Linked DNA regions of Gossypium hirsutum: region 1 is linked to region 2. Evidence: chromatin contacts called from public Hi-C data. All regions are on one chromosome and are shown on one strand. Each heading gives the region's core, a stretch centred on a gene start, on an enhancer-like site or on the middle of the called end of the contact. The rest is flanking DNA. Distances are from core to core; before and after follow the strand shown.

The links. Hi-C and Micro-C count contacts between places; a contact is called where the count stands out from the background.
Region 1: a contact with region 2 is called in a Hi-C map of leaf, with 3 times the contacts expected there. The contact joins the promoter of LOC107954540 here to the promoter of LOC107956718 in region 2. A contact is called at or near these places in 4 of 34 Hi-C or Micro-C datasets (callus and leaf).

The regions. Positions count from the first base shown.
Region 1 is chrA12:14,946,589-14,950,769 of Gossypium_hirsutum_v2.1, reverse strand. It overlaps LOC107954540 (S-adenosyl-L-methionine:benzoic acid/salicylic acid carboxyl methyltransferase 2), which reads right to left and starts at 2,895. Exons shown (of 4, transcript XM_016890130.2): 1 at 2,459-2,895; 2 at 1,968-2,372; 3 at 1,611-1,865; 4 at 251-796. The coding sequence starts at 2,533. The coding sequence ends at 440.
Region 2 is chrA12:14,757,901-14,761,922 of Gossypium_hirsutum_v2.1, reverse strand. LOC107956718 (heavy metal-associated isoprenylated plant protein 43) reads left to right here and starts at 1,754. Exons shown (of 2, transcript XM_016892274.2): 1 at 1,754-1,901; 2 at 2,039-2,505. The coding sequence starts at 1,817. The coding sequence ends at 2,325.

The DNA of each region.
Region 1 (4,181 bases), core at 1,646-4,145, 190 kb before region 2:
ATTGGTGTGTGACAATATTTTCGACTATTAATTCAAGTTGAATATTTCTTTAGTTTGTATGTGCATTAATGTTTGTTTTGTTTGAGGGCAAACAAAATGTTTAAGTGTGGGGTATAATAATTACTCATAATTCATATATTTTAGGTCTTTATTGCTTGATGGGTGTTGAATTCATCAAAAAATATTTATACACCTAAGCAGTAAATAAATATCAGTCTAAGGAGTAGAGTTTGATCCAAAGAGACAAAAATATTTAAAATTGTTGTTTCGATTTAATCAAATTACATGCGAGAGAGCTATAATTAAAAACAATATGCTTGCAAGAGATTACTCTTGACTGGATACTGCGGTTTGCTTCGAACAGTTCATTTCTAGCATAGATAACCAGTGATTATTTATCTAATAATAAAATAAAGGAAGATCATGATGACGATAATGATCAAGCTTTTATAAGAGAAACAGTGACATTCACAAACTCATTCTTCTCCTTGGACACGCGATCAGAAATAATCTCTCTGTACCTACGGAAAACTTCATCGAGGATTCCTTCACCAAAGTGGCTGGCAAGCAGTGGCTCAGCCACAGCTCTTATGCACTTGGCGACGTTGTACCCACCATCTTTGAATGCATCAGATAAGTCAGTTTCATCCTGATAAGCATTCCAGTTCACTTCAGTTACTTCCAATCGATCGATGTTGAATGACCCTTCCTTTACAACCTCATATTTAACCTCTGCCGGAGATGGTGTGTACATAGGGATGTTAAAGGAGTTCAGTTTCTCTTCTTCTATCAGTCCCTGCATTTAACCATGATTTCTTTATGGTTTCTTCTGATTTAATTAATTACTAGTAATCAACTTTATATTTGCAGCAAACTAAACGTTAACAAAGTATTCTGTAGATTGTTGAACAATGACCGGTGATGAATCCGATAATAAATAGAAAGTGTAAGCTAAAATAGATTTCAATTTTATGGGCGCGTCAGTACTAGATTTTAAGTGCTGAAAATGACATAAGCCAAAATTAAGTATTTGCGCACGTGATATGTTTCAAATACTCGTGATTGTATCATGAATTACTTGAGGAGAAATATTAAGGGATAATAATTTATTTCATCCTCTAATTTTAAAGAAAAGTTATTTTAGTTTTTTATTTAATTTTTCATTTTTTTAGCTTTAAACTTGTGTTTTTGTCAAATTACTTCAAAATAAATAGAAAATTTAACATTTTTTTAACTTTATTGACGTGGCATACACGTTGATTACCACGTGAATGACACACCATCATTCAATTAATGTTTTTAAAATTTTAAAAATTCAATAAAAATTATTTTTATACTTAAAAATCATTAAAAATATATAAAAATTATTTTTAAAAATTTTAAAAATGTAATTAAATTCTGACATGTCATTTACATGGCAATCCACATGTATGTCACGTAATCAAAGTTAACAAGCGTTAACTTTTTTCAACTATTTTGAGGTGATTTGACAAAAAAATGCAAGTTTAAAGTTTAAAAGAGATGAAAAATTAAATGGAGAGTTAAAATGGTTTTTTTTTTGAAAAGTTAGAGGGCCAACAAAGTCATTTCACCAATTATTAATTCTATACCTCAACGAGCATATCACTAAGTGCAATGGCCAAAAGCTCCCAAAAGTAACAACACTCTTTGCTTGAAGGATCATCACTTCTTCTCCCTATAAGTGTCAAAACCATACGCCCTCCATCCACCAGTTCCTCTGATCTACACTTCAAAAACAAGGAAAAATTCTTTTGGAATTGCACATAATATGCCTTAAGCACGTCTGGTGGACTTGTGCTAGCCATGTAAATGTTCCGTTTATTACTTTCCAGCCCTTGAGGAACCTGGATCAAATCAAAATAGTTCACTCATAAATTAAAGGCTCTTTTCGATTCTAAAATGATTAATGATATATACACAATACAACATTAATATATAAACTAAACCTGGGATAGCCAGTGAAGACTATAGGAAGAGTGTACGAAATGAAGGCTGTTTTTCCTGAAAAGCCTTCCGTAGAAAGAACCAGGTACTCCCGTGAAAAAACATGGTCCGTTGCCGGGTCCAAGTTGCTTCCTCAGTTTGTTTTGGAAGTCGGACAAGGACCTGAAAATGGTGTTGAAATCATTCCCAGGAAGATCATTCAGAAACACTTGATACTCGGGGGATTTTTTGCCTATCTTTTGGCGAACACTATCCACCACTTTGAGAAGTTCAGATACCAAAAAGAAAGTGTTGGGTCCCGAAGAACAACCCAAATCTGCGATGGCTATTTCATCCGGATATTTGCTGCAATAAAGCTTAGTTATTGCGTCCTCTGTGATTGGCTTTGTCATGGTTATCACCTTTTGCTGTCCAAGATATTTCAGGTTAAAAAATCACAGCATACATACATACATACATACATACATACATACATACATACATACATACATACCTGAAGTAAAGAGTTCTTTGCATAACTGGTTTCTCCAACTCCGCCATTCATATGAAGAACTTGAACTACTTCCATCTCGATAAGTCTTTTATCTCTCTGTAATTACGATCTCTCGAAGCTTGTTATGGTGATCAAGAGACGTTGCGTGAGCCCCTATTTATAGATGATGTTTGTCTCAGCGGCTCCTTAATTTTAGCACATTTTCATGCATTCCCCTCTCTTGTTTTAACACATTCATTGCATTTATTTAATTTCGAACACGGTGTTTCTTTCTTTTTTTTTTTTCACATGTAAGTAAATCATTCCAAAGTTAGTGAAGGAAGATCCTTTACTGATTGCCACTGCATCCAGCTCAGCTACAAGCCAACAATCCTATTAGCAACGACCTCACTTTGTCCGTAGTCGGTACCCATCAAAATATGTTTACTAATATTCCTAAGAATTACACCATCACCATGTATTTTCCGTTAAAAACATTAGCCTGGCTTAAAGCAGTGTCACTCAGTAAAAAAATTCGAATTATTCAAATTGAATTAATTAATTTTTTTAAACTAAATTAAATTTTTAAATTCAAATAATTTAAATAATTTAAATAATTTAAATAAACCAAATATAAAATTTTTTTACTTACCTTCTTCCTACCCCTCAAATCATTTTACTTTCTCTCTCCCAAAATTTAAATAAACCTAGGCTTTTTTGGCCTAGACCGAATATGAAAAAAAAACTGCTATTTTTTTATTGCTTTCTTGCTATTTTTTTATTGTTTTCTTCGTATTTTCCTGGTTTTTTATTAATATTTTACTACTATTTCACTATTATGTTGCTACTATTTTATTGTTATTGTTTGAATATTATATAACTCTTATTTTATTGTTAATTTTGTTACTATTTTAGAGGCATTTGCTTGTTAAGTTGCACCTATCTTAGTGTTATTTAAGTATAAATATTGTTTTTAATTTATTTTTAATTTGTTAGGAAATAATTATTTTAATACTTTTAGTATTTTTGATATATTATATATATTTTAAAAAATTTATATAAAAAATTGATATGGTCAGGTCGGATCTAAGTTTTAACATTTTTATTCAGGTCGGGCTTAAATAAAATTTTAAACTCATTTTTGGGCTAGGCCCGAGCTTAGCAAACGGGCCTAAAATTTTGATTGGGCCTGGCCTGACTCGGCATATGGACATCTCTAGTTCTTTCTCTATTCTACATTTTAGCAATGGGCATCTCCTTTCCTCGTTTCCCATATGGAAGCTCTCCATTACTAATCTCCCTCATCTCCTCCATTTATGACTCCGCCCTATAAGGGTGAATTATTGTAAACCCCTACCGCCACCAAGTCCTCCTTGTTAAACACTAGTATCACCACAAACAGTTGCAATGTTTACTATGTTGGCACAATTCCAAATATTTACTAATTACCACAACTTTTATAAAAAAAATATATATAAGAAAAAATTTCCTAAATCAAATTGACCTTGCCCATGACCCAAAATAATAATAAAATTTAACAATATAATTGTTGTTATGACACATACAAAATTGCAATTAAATTTAATATTTTTGTCACATGGATTGATAAATCATTTTTTAATATATATCTAACAATCAAAAGTTATATATAGATTTTTAATTCACTAAAACTTTAACGTTGTACAATCTATATAATTAAGTAGAGTATGATATATTAATTAACAAATATAATTGGTATATACAA
Region 2 (4,022 bases), core at 505-3,004:
CTCATTTTTAAATTTATAATATGTTATGTTATGTTATTTTTATGTATTATGTAATTTATAACATATAAAAAATAAATATATGCTAAATATATAATACTATTTTAATGTAAATATTAGAAAAATGTTAAGATGAATATATAAAAAAAATTAATAAATAAAAAATATAAAAATTCTTAAATATTGAATTAAAATAATATAAATATTTTTTAAAAAATAATATGGGCAAACTTAAGTTAACATTTTACAAATATGAATAGACTTGGTCAAAATTTTATGCTCATATTTCAAATCAAACTAAATTTAGACAAATATAAAATATATCAATATTATACTTAGATTTGATCTGAACCCAACTTCAACCCACCCATAAACAAGACTTCTATGTTACTTGATTGGCGTCCTCGTAACACTTTTAATTAAAAACTAGAATGTTTTTGCCGTTTAGATAGGCTTCAAAATTTTTTAATATAATTTTAATTATATTATAATTATTTATTTGATATTTATTGAAATTGTAGTATATATTTATTAAAGTAATTATGATCGAAATTTTTAATTAAAAATATTATTTTAAAAAATCATTTTTTATTAAATCAAAGGATAAATAATTGCTTTATGTATACAACCTTTTAATTCAAATTATGATTATAACCTCTTTACTATATTTAAATTTAATATTTAAGATTTATATTTTAATTTAATTTAATTTAGTTCTATTTTTAGTTACTTCAAATAATTAGTGCTCTTAATTATTTCGAGTAAAAATATCATTTCAAACTTAACATTATGTGTTAAAAATATGTACTTATCATATTGAAATAGATTTATTTTGTTTGTGTTAGAAAGGTGTTTTTAAAAAAATTCACGACATCATTTTAACCGTAATAATTAAGGATATTAACTATTTGAATCAATTAATGTCATTGATAAAGTAGATGATCTAATTATGTCAAATTAAAATATCAAGACTAAATGCTAAATATTAACATAGCAGAGGGCTCAATGCTGAAAATTTACCTCTATCCTCTAGCGGGAAAAAGGAAAGGATGTTAGACAGAAACGCTTGGGACCTACTTATATTTCAAGACTAAAAAGGACGCGTGTTATAATAAAAATGCTTGGGAGATTCTGTTTATAGAAGTAGTACAGTATCGATAACTAAAACAACACAAATGTATCTCGCATTCTCACCGACTTAAATCCAACTTTTAACATCACATTTATTAGTGGAGTAATTATGTTATCATAAGATAATTAAATTATTATTTCAAAATGTAATGAATTAATTATATTTGTTTTATAGGTAAATATCATCTGCACCACGGTCCACAGCATTGGTTAATATTTGCTTAATAAAAAACAGGACTTGCATATATACCAACATAATGATTTTGGGTCTGTAGTTCATCGATTGCTATTTGCTATGTGATTTAGTTAGCGATGATGGTTCCAATGAGTTGCTGTTTCTTGGCTTGTTAAGTGTGTAAGTGCACCAGATGGTGCATGCTGAAAGCAGAATGCCAGTCTAAGCAAATACATCCAAATATAAACGATAACATATATACGTCAAATGCTAAGAATCCACCACCCAGAAACTATTTGTGATTATATAATTAGATAGGATCTAGGTAAACAGGCAATAGGAAAAACCTCCCTTGCTATGGAGTCCAGGTGAACAAACCAAAGAATCTGATATATATATATATATTTATATATATACCCATCTTTCTCTTTAAATAAGATCATGCTGCTGCAATACTTAACCTAGTTAAGAGTTGCTCTTGATTTAAATTTTAGACACTTTAGTTTGGTTTCCATGGTAAAGAAGACTGTTTTGAAGGTTGATCTCTCAGGCGATAAAGGCAGGAAGAAGCTTCTTAAGGCAATCTCTGGAGTACAAGGTAGACACATGGCTAGAAACAGTACCATATTCCTCTTTGGCTTTGTAATAATTGATGGCAAATTTTGAAGCTGTATCCGAACATGTTTATCAAACATTAATATTTATGTACATATTGTTGAATTTATTGGTGTGCAGGGGTGGATAAGATAGAGGTGGATGCTGCCAAGGGAACTATATCAGTAACAGGCGATGCAGACCCATATGATATTATAGTTCGAACGAGAAAAGTAGGGAAATTTGTAGAGCTGGTGAGTGTAGGGCCTCCCCCAGCACCTCCAAAGGAACCCCAGAAGAAGCCGGAAGAGAAGAAGGCTGAGCCCAAGAAAGATGATAAGAAGACTGACCCAAATCCCCAATTCCACTATCCTGTAGTCTATATGGATAGATATAATGAGCCCAACGTTGGGTGCTCAATCATGTGATAATAATAATAGGTTGTATTTATGTTGATTGGGTTTTAGCTCGATTGATATAGACATTATTGTCAATGTAAGAAGATGTACGTTCAAGTGTGCTGAAGTGTATTATCCTTCTATTTATAGGTTGGGAAGGAACTAAGGATAGTTTTAAGCATTGGGTCAAAAAGAGTAGATATGATCAGAATATATAATGAGATTGTTTAAAAAAATAGTTTTATTTATTTTTATTTAAACTTGCTTTTCAAAACAAACTTTTATATATATATATTAAGTAGGAGATGGGATAACATGATTTGAATTATGACAAATAAGTGTTTAACAAAAATTTTAACCACCATCCCATAAGTTAAGACTAGAAGATCAAAGTTATTTGACAGTTACCTTAATTGCTTTTGCTATGAACAAAATGAGTATACGTGTCCATGGATTTTTTTCCCAATTTTTTACTTAACCTGTCCACTCAACTCGGATGTTTTCAATATTTATCAAAAATGTTGAAGTGTTTTCAAAATATATATTTGGATTGATACTTTACCATTTTTAAATAGAATAAATTAGAAAAATAATTATTTATATATTATTTAAATTATGTTTTGCTCATTAAACATTATTATGAAATAATCTATATAAATACACTAACAACCTAAATCTTGTGGTTTGTTATTTTTGCCATTGCAATTATTAGTAATCTTAGTTTTTTTTTAATATAAAAAGAAAAGGGAGAAGAAGAAAGGGGAGAAGAAGAAAAGAAAAATAAAAAAAGAAAAGTGTAGTGACTCTTTTTCGGCTAAAGTTCAAAAAGAAAAATTCAGCTTGAGGCTTTTCAAAATATGGAAATTTTTTATTTAAGAAAACATGGGAGATTTAAATTAAAGTAAGAGTCGTCGTCGATCTTTTTGGTTAGGTATAAGTGTCATGGGCTAGACCTTTCGTTTTGCAATCTACACGGCCTTAGGCGATTTCTTTGCTTCAAATGTGCCTAAGTCAGCCTAACGCTTTGAAAGTGAGGATTCCCACAGAATTCTTCTAAGGCACTGAATTATAGCGGAAGCAACTCAAACTGAAAGAGCAACGAATAACAGAAAAGCCAAAGAAAAATAGCACGCCAACTGTTTAAGTATATGCTCTCAAATATATTCAAACTATGAGTGACCTGATTACAAATGAAGGGGGAGACCTCTATTTATAGTTGAGTTACCCCAAATTCAATAGTACTACAGATCGATTTACATCAACTATTAAGATTAGTTCCCATCTACAATTAAAACTCTTAAGGGATTTATACTTTATACAATTTTATCCTTTTAGGATTTATGCTATTTACCTTAGTAACTCTAGTTTTACCGGAGTGTTTCGCTGGACCACCAAGACTTCAAGTAGATGTGCTTCTCCACAGGTTCCACGAATCGGGTCAATTCATGTGGGTCAAATGAGCCCTACTTAATAAGTTGACCTCTATAAGGCATTATGTGTGTAATGGTCACGAGCTTTAATCTGCTGCTTGTGACATTCTCCCCCACCCATTCTCGCGATGCCCTCGTCACGTCTTCAGAATGACACTTTTTTAACTCGTCTTGGAACAGTCTAGATGTCTCAGTTGATTCCCAATTTCTTTCTATATTGGGTGGTTTCATTTCTTGGAACCTTCGCCTTAGCTTATGTCTCCGCTTTTGCCTAACTCAAATTGTATCTCTTTTTTG